Regions from separate parts of the Rattus norvegicus genome. Here region 1 is linked to region 2. The links are chromatin contacts, called in public Hi-C maps. All regions are on one chromosome and are shown on one strand. The core of a region is the stretch at or near the end of the contact, and the rest is flanking DNA. Distances in the headings are between cores, read along the strand shown. Region 1 holds the start of Aff3 (ALF transcription elongation factor 3). Region 2 overlaps Aff3 (ALF transcription elongation factor 3).

Region 1 (6,793 bases), core at 3,018-5,517, 190 kb after region 2:
CCTTTTGCATTTACATTCTCATCCAACTTTAAAACTAGACAAGGAATGCACAGCCCACATCTTACCCAGTTCTTCATCCCCTACAGACACTACCACAAGGTGTTATACTTTATAGATGACCAATAAAGACGCATGAACAGAACAAACAAAAGCAACAGTGGGTGTGTCGGGCACTTTAGAGACCCTGATGTTGTAACAGCTAAGGCAAAATGTGTGAACCCCCAGAGAAAGAGCAGAAGGGAACAGAAGGGAGGCATTGCTCCCTCAGATAACTGCCTCTGCTTAGGACCCAGGTCTGCAGAAGCTGCAGGGTCCTGTGCAGGGTGGCCACTTCCCTGCATACAGTGTTTCTTAAGGACAGGGAAGTATGGTAACAATGTTTCTTAGAGACATCCATCTCCATTTTAAGGGTGAAATGAACAGGCATCTGATCATTCCTGCTGGAAGACCCACCCTGAAAAGCCAGGCATGGGTGCTTCTGAATAGGGGTGATAGGGATGGAAGAAGACAGACCCAAGGGCTCCCATCAATTGATTATATCACACTGGCCATACTTTTGTTTCATATTCCATCTATAGTCCCATGATGCGTGTTCTCCTGCATGTACAAGAAGCATACACAGGCTCAAAGCCACAGTCGCAACTAATAAAGTGTAATTTGTTTGATCAGGATTGGATGTCTACCAATTAGAGAACGTTGTTCAGTTATCAAAATAAGACACTCTGGCTATTAATCTGCAACTCCTCTCTTCAAAGACCTTTTTTCCTATGATGAAAGAATGGATTGTTCAGTGGTCTTTATTTAAAATTTATGTCTCCTTTCATAAGTGAATTAACAGGCACCACTCCTAACTCATGGCTTTTGGTTTTTCAGATTTTCTTTTCTTAAATCAACACCATTTAAGGTTCTGACCTTCTCTTTTAATATTTTGACACAGCCTTAAGTTGCAGATGTCAGTGCTCTTGCTTTGTAGTTCTTGTAAAGCCATTCTTTCTCAGCTGGAAGAGATCTGCAGGGCTCTAGAAAATACATAGCCCTGATATCAGAAAAGAAGACTTTAAAGCTAATCCTTCATCAAGTCTGAGCTGTGTGAACTCGGACAAGCTACCTGACTACGCATCCTCAATTTTCCTCTATGTAAAAATCAGACCAACAGCAGTACTTAAGTGGTAATTTTCTTGTTGTGGAATAAAGGATCTAGGACATATAATGGTCACACCTCTGACAAGTACTTAGCAAGTGTTAGACTTAAAATATCTGCTGTCATTTTGGTCTTGGCACCGTCACCTTATAGTTTAAAGCCCCTATTATCTATAAAAATGAGAGTACTGTCAATTACTTTTGAGATATTATCAGATTCAAAGAAGAAGATAACAGATATGAAAATACCAGACACAGAGAAAGTAATCTAGTATGTCAGGCATGAGGGGGTACATGATTGTTACCCCAGTACTCAGTAGACTGAGGCAGGAGGATTACCTTGAGTGTGAGGCTTGCACACCAAGACCTTCTTTCAAAAACAAACAAGAGCTGGAGAAAGAGAGGAGAGATAGATAGATAGATAGATAGTATTTTGATCATGTATGAGCTTAAAACTAAACTGTAATTTTAATTAAATCCTGAAATTGAGTTAGAAATGTCAGGCAAAAATTGGTCTATAACTAAGAGAATGTCTGACATATTTGAAATGCAAGCCAAAGTAGTTTGTTTTATCTTTAACTTTACCTAAAGATAACCTTTTGTAAATGTAAACTCTATATTCGCAAAATAAGAAACATTCTCTTAAGCCAAACTGTTTGACTATACTGCAATCAAGAAATCTAGCATGCTTTCTTAAGCCAAGAAACTACATATTGCTAACAAATCTGATTGAGTGTACAATGGCTTTAAAAACAAACAAAAAAAAAAAAACTGCTTTCCAGCTGTGATGGTGCAACATTGTCAGTGCAGAGGTAAAAATCTATGTGGTCTGAGGCCAGCCCAGTCTCCAAAGCAAGTTTCAGGACTATGCTGAGAGACCTGGTCTCATGTATGTATGTATGTATGTATGTATGTATGTATGTATGTATGTATGTAGCAGATATAAGTTTAACAACAATTCACCGGGCATTCTTCCACAGTGTTCAAGATCATTTACTGGGAACTGAAGACACAGCTTGAGCCCTTGACAAAAAGGACTACGCCATTACCACTGAGAATCTCAGAACACAACTTACAAAAACCATACAGGAGTTCAATTTGAACCAGAAAGTGAATACGCAGCATTAAAACGTGTCCAAAATATTAAGTTCTCCCCTTTGACAACAAGCCTGCCTAGATTTTAAAAAGCAAAAGTAATTTTTAAAATACAGTTGTTATCTGGGAAGCTATTGAATTTGTGCCAGAAACCAACATTTCAAAAGGTAAACCTGTAAAATAATAGGTATCTGTAAATGAAAGGCTGAAATAACCCAGGAGCAGCAACACAGTAATTAGCAACTTTTATAGAGTAATAACATGTTCCGTATTCTCTCTACACTAGCTCTTTGAAGTTGCCAGTGTAATATATACAAGCTTTATTACATTGGAGCCCATCCTTGTGTGTTTTATAGGCTCCAACATTATGCAGAGCAAGCTGTACTCACCATCGGATCTTTTATAAGAAACTGCTCGATAATTCGCGAGCTCTGTGTCTAGTTTATTTTGTTACACCTGTCTTTGGGAAAATAAGTCACTTTGAGCCTAAGTCACTGCGGAGATCCACACGTCTACATACCATCGATGGATGAGCCATAAATCATAAAGCAGTTTGGCTTTAAAATTGTGCATTGCATATTCATGTGCACACCACTCGCAGTTTTAGACACATGTGAACTCTTTACTGAATTAAAAAGAAGGGAAACGCTCAGCTCTACAATCAGCGATTACCAGAGGCAGAACAGAGAGCAGTTAATATGCTTGTTCCAGCAGATGTTCGTCCCCGTAAATATTAAACATAACACAAGTTCCTCCAGGAATATACAAGCAGTAATTTTACCACCTGAATAGGGCTGGTTGGAAACATTTAAGGGATGGGGGAAATGCGAGGGATGCTGAGGCAGCCAATGGGATTTTTCAGACAACCGCAACTGGAATTAAATTGCATCTACCTGTGATTTACCTACAGAAGCTCTCCCTGATGCGAGAACAGCGAGAACTGGAACCCCAAGTGCATTCCAGGCTGCCAGCTTTGAGCTTGACAAAAAAAAAAAAAAAAAAAAAAGAGTGGAGTTGAGAGGAGTTCAGCCACCAGGATGTGTGAAGAAAGGGTGCAAAGGAACTGTGTATCTCCGGGAAATGAGTTTCCCTGGGCCAAGGCCTCTGGAATTCGGGCACCGAGACACACTGGCCTCCTGCCCCGGGTGCTCACTTTTCCATCTCGAGTGGGAGTGAGGTAGGACAGAGGAAGGATGCAGCAGCCAAGCAGGGAGCAGGCAAGGAGCAAGGCTGGCGAGCATCCTCCCGGGGCACTTCGTAGCGGTACCAACTCTAGGGGGTCACAGGGGTGAGCCCGAGATTCTCCAGGAGCTGGAAGGGAGCACAATCCGAAGGAAGGTAGCTGAGAGGGGCTGCGGGATGAGGGTGGGCTCTCGGGCATCAGTGACACGTTCAAAAAATCGGTTCTTTTCCCCTCTCCACCGCTGCGCTCCTCCTGTGGCAGCCAGACCACTGGCCCCTTGACCTGGCGCAGACAACACCGAGAGGAGGGGACGGGACCGGAGACTAACGAATTCACGGGGAGGCGGCCGTGCATCCAGCCCGCCAAGGCTGGAAGCAGCCGGCCGGCGAGGCGGTTGTCCCCGAGCCACCCCACCCCCACGGCGGCCGGGCACCCGGCGTCCCGGCCCAGGTGAGGGCAGGCGGGGCCGCCGCGGCTCCCCAAACGACCAGCACCGGGACTCACCACAGTGACTCGAGGTCCCATTCCTGGAGCAAGGCTAAGTCGAAGCTGTCCATGGTGGGAGGTGTCAGCGCCGCCGCCGCCGTCGCCGCCGCCGCCGCTGTGTCCGCCGCCGCCGCTGTGTCCGCCGCCGCCGCCGAGCCTCGGGCCGCCCGCGCGCTGGAACGAGAGGCGCCAGCTAAGGTGCATCCCGGCCGCGCCCGAGCCGCCGCCGCCGCCCGCCAGCTACCCTCCCCCGGCTCGCAGCGCCCGGCACCCCCGCGGCCCTCGCCTCCCGGGCCCGCCCGGCGCACTCACCCGCTCGCCGGCTCGCGCGCAGCCACACTCTCCCAGAGCCGCGAGCGAGCTCGCCGCGCCGCCGCCCCCTCCCGGCCTGCGCCCGCCCCTCCGCCCCTCCGCCCCTCCCTCGCGGCGGCCCGGCCCGCTGCAGCCGCCGGCGCGGTGCTCTGCGCCCGCCCGCTCGCCCGCCCGCCCGCCTCTTTCTCCTCCGGGAGGCGCGTGTGCGCGGGCGAGGCCGAGGCGCGCGCGCGTCCTGAGCCCCGCGCCGCGCCCGCCGCGCCCGCCCCGCGCGCCCCGCGCGCCCCTGCGCTCCCCGCGCTCCCCGTGCGGCTGATCGGGGTCCCGCGCCCTTTCTCGGGCCCGGCCGTCGGCTCGCCCTCCTCACCCGCGCCCTTCCATCTCTCCAGATCTTTGGTGGCCCCGAGGGTTGCGGGGGACGTTCTGCGAGCCAGAGGGAGAGGTGCGGCGGTGACGGCGCCGAGGGCAGGGGGTTGCCGTGCTGAGGCGAGGCCGACCTGCAGCAGAGCAGCCCCCTGCCTCTCGCCTTCGCTCCGTGTCCAGCAGGGACTTTCTGGTCCTCCGCAAATTAAGCGGAATCCGCAGGGCGCTGCGGCGGGAGGTGTGCACGCTTGCAGACCTGGGGTGGGTGCTAGGAAGGAAAAGCCCTGGGCGACCCAGGCGCTGTGAGAGTTAACTGTGCAGCCCAAGGCAGCGCCGAAAACAAATCGTTTCAAATATCTGGAGCCAGTAACTTAAGTGAAATAAAGAGGAGGCGGGAAGGAAGCTTCTTCCAAGACCTGCTCTCAGCTGCAGTTTTGCCTAGAAGGTTGGGGGACTGGGGGTTGGCGAACGAAGGGATATCCTCTACCCCTCAGCTGCCCGGTCCCTGGAAACCTGCCTCCTTTCTTTTTATTTCATACTGGAAAGGCCTCTAGGTTTCCACTACAAACTTCCCGCCGCCTCCTCTCCTGTCTGGAGAGTGGCAGATTGTCAGCTGGAAGGATGATAGAGTACCACTGTGGCTTGTAAAAAAAAAAAAAAAATAAAGCCCCTGCTATTATTACTCCCTTGGTTTGAAAGACTGCTCCCCCCTCGCTCGTTATTATATACACTTTGAGAGTGGGGACTGGAGATGTCCAGCAGGCCTATACTTCCATCTCTGCGCTTCTGCTCTAAAAATTGAGGAACCCATGCTGCCCCCCCCGGGGGGGGGTTGGCGGTTCGGGGTGGGGGTGGGGGTCTCCCCTCTCCCATGCTCTTGGCTACATTTCCTCGAGCCTTGTTCAGGATTCCTCAGGATTCCTGGAGAGAGCAGTACCAAGCAAAGCTCACCACTTACACCAACCCCCGCATGCCCTAAGGGAGGCCTTTGCAGTGCATCGGCCTTTGTTCCTTTTCTAGACAAGAGCCACCATGTGGGGCCGCCAAAAATTTAGCCCCTTTGATAGAAATCAACCTGGGAGCACCCCCTTTTTTATTTCATCCACCTCTGAAGGAGAACTAACGAAGTTCTAGGCGCAGGTAGACCTCCAAAAGGCCAACCAGAGTTCTTTGCTCTCGGAAACAGGACTGCAAAGCCGAGGTGGGGGGGGGGGGCCATCCTTTTCTTCCCCCAGCTTTGGAATAGTTCCCTTATTAGCATCCATAACTCATGTGAAAATATCAATCACTAAGCGAAGGCAGAGTCTACATCAAATCAGTTGTAGTGACCCACTGGTTATTTTACAAACTAACAACTTCCCTGCCTTAAATACCACCCCGCCCAGTTAGTTGAAGGCTACAAAAGAACAAAGGAAATATGGACAAAGTACAGGTGTGAAGGGCTGGAGTCCAAAATCTTGGTCTACAGTGTATCTGGAGAGAAGGAGGGGGGAAATGTGCCTTACAGATTCCTACTTAGCATAAACCCTCTTGGAAATGTTTGCTCTGGCAAAAGTGAGCTACAGACATCACATGGAGACAGCTTTCCCAGGAACAAAGGCTGGGGTGGAGGGTGGAGGAGAGCGGGAGGGGAACAGCCTATGCCTGGAAGAACTGCAAGTTCCAAGGCCTGGACAAGAAATGTGTCCTGTTCCTCGGGCTCCTGGCTGCAGCTGGCAGTCTTCTCCAGAAAGGAGACCTCCAGCCCCTCCCAGGGATCTGGCTTCCCTTTCCTTCCCTTCCCTTCCCACCACATCTGTTTATACAAAAGAGACTGCTGAGGAACAAACAGAACCATGTTTACTGCGGGACCCATGCCGCGCTTGAGGCTCAGACACAGATTCAAGCCTCCCCCTCTTAGTGACTGAAGATAAATGGGTCCCAGAACAGGAGAGAGTAAAAGGGGGTTTAGGCCTGGGGAAGGAGGGTTATTTGTAAAAGGTCCCTCCAAAAGAGCTATGAAGTAATGGACAGATGTATATTTGAATGCCAACTCTGGGTCCCCATGTTTACATTTTAGTGTACTTGAGCCTGAAGTAACTTCACTGTGGGTGTTTTGCTTTGTTTGTTTGTTTTTTTAATGTTTCTTTACAAATAATGTATTTTCTGTTCGGGGACTTTAACTCGAGGATGGATGCATTAGTGTTTCATTTCGGGTGGATGTTTCTGTGAATA
Region 2 (7,549 bases), core at 4,766-7,265:
TTCTAGTTCTGTTTCCTCCTGTTTCCTATTATTACCACCTGAAAATATTTATAGTTATCTGTAAGTCTGCCTGTATATTTATGAATACTAGACAGAGAACTTCAGCTTGGGAATCACCAGAGCTTTTATGGGAAACAAGACCCGTAACATTTGGTGGGAGCTCACCAAATATGGACTGGATGGAGGGATAAATGGAGAGCCACAGGCAGCAAATGCTAGTAGTCTGCACTCAATGCCTCCAACCATTAGGGAGTGCATTAGGGAGTGCCGGGGATGGTAGGGCAGGTCCTCCATACAGATGTAATGATCATATGAAAATGGAAGCAAATGGAGAAGGTTCTGGGAGAGGGAGGGTCTCACTGACTACATACAGGGAGCTCCACACATGGCAGGTCTGCATTTGTCAGGCGTGCACTTTGAGACTCACTCTTTAAACAGTCCTGCTATGGCTTCTGTTCCCTAACTCCACAAAGCAGCTCATGAGCAAGTCACTGGGGACCTGCATGGTGCTCACCACAGGGGCTGCTCTGATCCTCATCCTTCCCACTGTTGTAAGCAGATTGAGCAGCACACTTCTCTTCTCAGTGAGTGTTTTCCGGGCTTCCCTGACATCGATGGCTCTGGTTTCCCCAGCCTCTCCGCACTCCTTCAATCACTTCAACTCAATGGTACAAAGCACCTGGTCTGGGATAATCTGCCGCTGCTTCATCCTCCTCTCTCTTTCTTTCTTTCTTTCTTCCTTTCTTTCTTTCTTTCTCTTCTTCTTCTTCCTCTTCCTCCTCTTCCTCCTCTTCCTCTTGTTCCTCCTCCTCTTCTTCCTCTTCTCCTTACTCCTCCTCCTCTTCTTCCTCTAGTTCCTCCTCTTTCTCATCATCATCATCATCATCATCATATTATTATTATTATTATTATTATTATTATTATATTGTCACTGATATTCCTTTCATTTCCATCAAGCGTACAGGCAGCGCTTCTCTAAAGCCATTGGCACCTGACTTAGAACAGGCCAGACACCATTCCTTAGGCTTTCCAGCCGAGTCTGCCACAGACTCTCAGAAATAATGGGTATTTGCAGAAAGATTTCAAATAGTTTAACGGTGTGAGGATAGAGTGCAGGCTGGTAGTTTGGGGATGCGGAGGCCTGGCGTGAGGGTGTGTGTTGAAGGTAGGAATATGAGCCAGTGAATGTGGGCAGCGGGAGTGTGTACCCCAAGTTGTGTTTTGGAGAGAGTGAGAGACAGGTTCACAGGGGGTTCTTGCCCCCACTCATCTTCGATGAATCTTGAAGGACAGTAATGAGAACTAGCATGTGGTCAGACCAGAAACGCCTGGGCCCACTCTGTCTGTGGCTTTCACAGTGATGAAAGAGACTGGAATGTAGGACGGAGGGAGGAGGACGAGCCCAGCACGTGTTGGGGGTGTCAATGTGACATTACTGAACATGTTCACCTCCTGCTTCGTTGGTGCGGGGGAGGGGCTGTGAGAGCACCAGGGAAGCAGGAAAGAGCTGACAAGAAGCATGAGGAAAGAGGCCCAAGGTCCTGTGGGTGGGCAAGTGGGAGTCGTCCTAATGGATGACATTTCAGATGGAAATTCCCTTCATGATGAGACCGTCATCAGCGCTTTCTTAAAGCACAGACCATCCCTGAATCCCCAGTATGCTCACCAAACCCAGAGAGGCGGGCTAGTTCTGGAACACAACGAAAAGTTCAAAGAAAAGCACAAAGCACTGTGTAATACCCTACAGAGTTTACCAAGCAATAAACCTCCGACTCCCACTAACGTGAAGGGTGCTAGACAGAGAGACGGCACACTGTTTAGACACAAGTTTCTTCTTAGGTTAGTTCTAAACCTAAGAACTTCACCATAGAATGCAATCTCCATTTGTGCTGCCAGTGTTAGAGAGCCCCATTGTGTGTCAAAACCTATTCTAGGTGTTGGAGATGAAGAGGAGAGAGAGAGAGAGAGAGAGAGAGAGAGAGAGAGAGAGAGAGAGAGAGAGAACACTGAAGGTATCATTCACAGTAAATAGATGAACCAAAACAGCCACTCTTCCCTACTCTCCACACTGCTATTTCCCTCCCTTGTGACCTTGGCTGTTCATCACCCAATGCTGGAAAGCACTCAGCAGTTAAGCTCTATGTTAAAAAAGAAAACTCAGCCAATAAAATGTGATTTTGTGATGGCCAGTAGCAGGTAAAGCCAAGATAAAGGAAGTTTTCGGGACCTCGTGTCAATATTCTCCAGATCGACCATGCATGTTGCTGCAGTTGAGAGGGGAGTCAGGGAAAGACAGCTTGATTAAGGCAAAATTATTTTAGAATAATTTCAAGAAGCTCAGTTAGGACTTTAACATTTCCATGGAAGGCTCTCTGTCTGTGATCACATTTAGCTAGATTCACAAAAGCAACTCGAGTTAGGGGGAAGTTCTGCTCTACACTCACTCACTCACTGGAACGCAGTGAAGTGTTTTAATTCTCTCGTGATGGATTGTTGAATGCAGCGTCTCCTAAAGTCATTCAACAGCTCACGGTTTCTGAATGTGCTGCTCTGCAATGAGCATAGAGCACAAAGAGAGAAAGAAAGAGAGAGAGAGAGAGAGAGAGAGAGAGAGAGAGAGAGAGAGAGAGGAAGAAAGAAAGAGAGAGAGAAAGAAAGAAAGAAAAAAAGGGAAAGAAAGAGAGAGAGAGAGAGAGAGAGAGAGAGAAAGGAACATGTTTTCCGATGTTCTGCCTAGAGGTATTATTTGTATTGTTTATAGTTAACCTGCTTTCTGGGGCAGGGACTCTGAAAGTTAATAAAATAAGAGAATAAAAATTTAGGACCAGGCCAAACTACCAGTTACGCACATGAACCATCCTGAACTCCCGTGTGAACTCGTGGTGCCTCCCAAGACAAAAGGCTGTGGGGAGAGAGAGTCAATGCTTGCAAGCAAAATCTACTTTAGAGCTCTTAATTGAGAACACTATGGTGATACATTGTAAGGACTTTAACCCTAATTCCCCTATAGATACTGGATAGAGAATAACTTTAAACAGAACTGTGTGGTGCTTAATGACAGCAAAACATTCTGTGAGATGTGTCTGGTCTCCAGGCAACGTCATCTGTGTGTAACCACCAGAGAGTGTTCACCGACTGACGACACAGCAAATTCTATTCCGGTGACACCGGATAGCAACCAAGAGGCAGGTAAACACTGAGACTACAGCTGCTGCCATGAATACACACCTCTGTAGCATTTCTAGGAGTGCATTCAAGTCGATGATTAAGTCAGAGCAAGCATGAGTACTAGTAGCATAGCTATGTATCATGGTGATCAACATACATGAACCAGACATGACTGCCAATGCCCTACTATCACAGGACCACAGGTTAATAGACACAGCATCATCAGAAACATGGGACCAGTGCCCTGTCCCATGGCATCATGACAGCCACGGTGCTGCCGCTCAGTGATGGGGCCTTTCCAGCTTTATATAAACTCAGGGGATCATCTCGGATTCAAATGGTCCTTTCTGAACAAAACGCCATTATGTGGTGCACAGCTGTCTGGGTTAAATGTAGACAGAAGAAAAGAAAACTTGGACAGCCCAAAGGCTGCAAAATCAGGTCACTTTAGAGGCCTGCCAGGTTGTCTTTATGTGTCCTAACGTGTGTGCTCAGGGGCAGCCCAGGGCTCTGCTGGGAGGAAGAAATAAGTGGTAACTTACAGGGTTGAAAACAATTCCAGAGCTGGCCATGGTGACAAAGACATAAAGCACACGGCTCTCAAACTGTTTTCCAGACTGGATTCTTTAACAAAGATACCTATTATTTAATGCTTTTGAAAAGGGGCTGTGATGTCCCTCCGAGGTCCATAATGAGTTCTGCAGATTCATGGAATTCCTCTCTTGAAATCATTTCCTTTCCCTGAACGGTTAGGTCTCTGCCATCCATCTTCCAGTTTATTTAAACTCAGACCGTGGACAGGATCCTGTTTCTATGTTCTGTGCCATGCCCCTCAGCTTCCTCATGCATCCGAGAATGAGTGTCACGACGATTAATAATGCTAATGAAGGCACCGTGTAAAAGCTGCAACAGGCATGGCGGCCTCCTCCCATCCCCCAATCCCTTTAGGTATGGCACACAACTGACATGTAACTAACTTCTCTGTTACCTTGCTAGTAGAAGAAAGGTCAAGGGTGCTTTGTCAATGAACTCTGACCTTTCTTAGGTCAGCTAGGCACAAGCAACTGATCATTCTGTGCTCACATGTCATCAAAGGAAGCAAAAGACATCAGTCAGCATTTCTGGTATGGTCACGGAATTCCTTAGATCCTGCCCAAATCTGTGAGGTTATAAGGCCTTGTCTTAATGCCATGCCGTCTCTCTTGAGTTTTATGTTAATCTCCATGGTAACAATTAGGTGGCTCTACTCTTTTTAAGAGGTATGAGCTGTCCTTAATTACTGTTGCAATTTTTATCAAGATATAAAAGTCATTAAGTACCAACTATCTAAGATGACAGTGAAAGCTGTTTGGATGTTTACTCATCTGCTGCGAAGCCAGACCAGGAGGAACAAAACTCAGTGCTTGAAGAATTTCTGCACAAAGTATTAGCTGCAAACACCACTTAAAGAGAGTTTAAAAGAGTAGCCACAAGAATTTTACTTTCCAAGAATTTGTCTCTTATGTTTAGTGGGTGGTGGGTTGTTCATTTTTGTTTTTTTTTCTTCTCTACAGCTTTATATAAAAGAAATACAAAGCAAACAAACAAAACCCTGCAGACTGCAGGAGGGTGTGACTATGGAATGACACATGTGCACTAGACTAAGAGAACACATTACCCCTTCCCAGTTTTGTGTCTCATGCCTAGGAGTGCCTGTTGAACCCTGAGAGATGCCAAGACATCTCCCGGGGTGACTCACTCAGTTCTCTGAGTCAGTACTAGAGCTGTTTTTCCTCTCAGGAAGATCAGACAGACACTTGGCCTTTCAGAAAACCTCAAGGATGAGTCACAAGTGACATGCATTGGCATCTTGAGGTAGGTGGAAATAGAGGCTGGAAATATGGCCATACAAAAGGTGGAATGACTCTGTGTGCAAGCACGAGCATGCGTGTAGGCCACACACATGCACCCATACATACACATACATGCATGCACATACGGACGCAAGTACACAATGTAAACACATGCACATACACATGCAGGCACACACATGCATACACATACATATGCACACACGGACAACACACATGCACACATACACATAGACACACGTACAAACATGCAAGCACACACATACATACACACATGCACACACATGCATGCACACACATGCATACATACACATGCACACACAGACATACACACACATGCATGAAATATAGACACATGCACACACACGCAAACACAGATGCACATATACACATACATGCACATCCAGACAATGCACTTACATACATGCATACATACATATGCATACACAGACATACACACATACACACACATGCACTTACATACATGCATATACACATGCACGCACAGACATATACACAAACACACATGCACACATACATACACACACACACATGCAAACACAGATGCACACATCCACACATGCATGCACATACATGCATGCATACACAAGTACACACACAGAGACACATGCACGCACACATGCAAACATACATGCACGCACAATGCAATCATGCACAGATAAATACACACATACTCGCGCATGCACACACACACAGAGGCATACACACATTCACACACACATATGTGCTAGCTATTTTGCAATGCAGTTAGGAGAATCCCTCATCCTAGGATCCCTGGGCTGCACTTCTTCACACATATATAGACCTCCCACCCAATTTCAAAAGGGTGCTACCCACCCTGGATAAAAAATCAAGCCCACATAGTAGCTGGGAAAATCCGCAGCCAGGGAGACAGATGGCTTAGGGAAGAAGCAATCTGGATTGAGAGTGAGAGTGTGGGAGTAGAAATGTGGGCCGGGAGAGGGGCTGAGGGAAGAAAGGACGGGCATGAGTGTGCGGTGACAGATGACAGAGTGCTGTTTGGGACAAGCAGTTGGAAGAAGTAAGGGGAATGGAAGTAATGTATTTATGCATAAAGGACTCCATCACCATTAGGAAAACTCCCCTTCTGTCTGCTCTGGAAGTCCTGCTGCTTTGGATGGAGGCAGACCTCAGAGAGCACGCGCTTCGCCAGAGAAACAGAGGTGACTTGCTATCCGACGAGCTTTCTCTTTCTGATCCAAAGAGATCCAAACTGAGCTAATTTGTGTACAGCTGCAGGCTACGTAAACACGGCTGTTCAGAATTCTTTGTAAAGTATCCGCCGTGGTGCTCAACACTTCACCGAAGTTAATAAGTAGGTGTCAAACTCTGAATTAAAATCCCCACAAGAGGACACAGCACAAAGGACAATAAAAATGATTTTTTAAAAATAATCACAGGGATAAATAGCATCTACTTCTGACTGATAGAAGTGCTGGCATAAAATGTTATTAGGCTACCGACATTGTCTTTTGTTCAGGAAATGTGTTTTATTCTCCAGCCATTCATCATCCTAATGAGCCCTCAAGATGTAAATTAAACAGCAGAGACAGATTCACTCGAAAAGCATCTTTTCAAAAATAAAATAAATAAATAAAAAAAAAGAGCTAGGTGTTACACTTTTTTTCCTCTATTTTTATTTTCTACTAGTGCATTGGTTCAATTTTCTTTCATTGAAAAAAAAAGCCCTTAATACTTGAACACTTCATGGGGTAAGTTCATGCAATTCATATTTTCAGTACACAGTTCATTCATGCTCCAGTACGCTGGGACCAGCCAGCTAACATGAAGGAGAGAAAGAAATCTCATTTTAAAATGCTGTGCCCTGTAAATTACGTTTGATCCCAGAAAATCTTAGAAACCTGGGCGTGCATTTACTTTTTAGTTTTACTGGAGAGTGATTTGGTCCAGAGGAAACCCTCCATGGGGAAGGATTAGTGGAAATTTCAAACAGCTTCAGTTTACTGAACTGAATGTATTCATGGCTAAGCAAATACCATTTCCACCATTGATGATAAAAGAATAAGGTTATGAGCCCAAATTAGTTGCGATTCCTTGTTATGTATCGATAAGAGCATTACCCATGCCCATGATGAATAGAGAAGTCGGGGGGGGGGGTTCTTACTTGACCTGAATTTATGCATGAGCACACACAGGAGCGACTGAGCAGCTCTGTTGGGAAGGGGGCACCCAGCAAAAAACAGAGTGAGAAAGGAAAAGAGCAGCAAATCAAGTCTCATTTCAGCATGATTGGTCTTCATTTGCACCCCCTTCCTCTACCCTCTCTTGCTATAGCCTATAAATCATTTCTTTTGCAATCTCTAGCTGTCCCTGCTTGTGTGAGAGCTTGGCTCCTCTCTCTCTCTCTCTCTCTCTCTCGCTCGCTCATCCTCCCTGTGGGTGAATGTATATAAAAAGAAGAGACAATAATTGTGCTGTTGAGGTTTTCCTGATGTCCGGGGAACAGCCATTAATCTGGGCAATGGGGC

The links. Hi-C and Micro-C count contacts between places; a contact is called where the count stands out from the background.
Region 1: a contact with region 2 is called in a Hi-C map of prefrontal cortex, with 4 times the contacts expected there. The contact joins the promoter of Aff3 here to the enhancer-like site in region 2. A contact is called at or near these places in 2 of 12 Hi-C or Micro-C datasets (frontal cortex and prefrontal cortex).

Annotation. Positions count from the first base shown.
Region 1 is chr9:48,348,113-48,354,905 of GRCr8, forward strand. Aff3 (ALF transcription elongation factor 3) reads right to left here and starts at 4,268. Exons shown (of 23, transcript NM_001413892.1): 1 at 4,217-4,268; 2 at 3,923-4,078. The coding sequence starts at 3,975.
Region 2 is chr9:48,157,181-48,164,729 of GRCr8, forward strand. The region is part of intron 5 of Aff3 (ALF transcription elongation factor 3); the gene reads right to left. Among named protein-coding and RNA genes, the nearest start is that of Aff3, 190 kb to the right of the region's middle. Within about 2 kb of position 6,016, at least 18 of the 93 cell types and tissues checked have an H3K27ac peak or open chromatin away from gene starts, as enhancers often do. A contact at or near this core is called in prefrontal cortex, where this site is marked.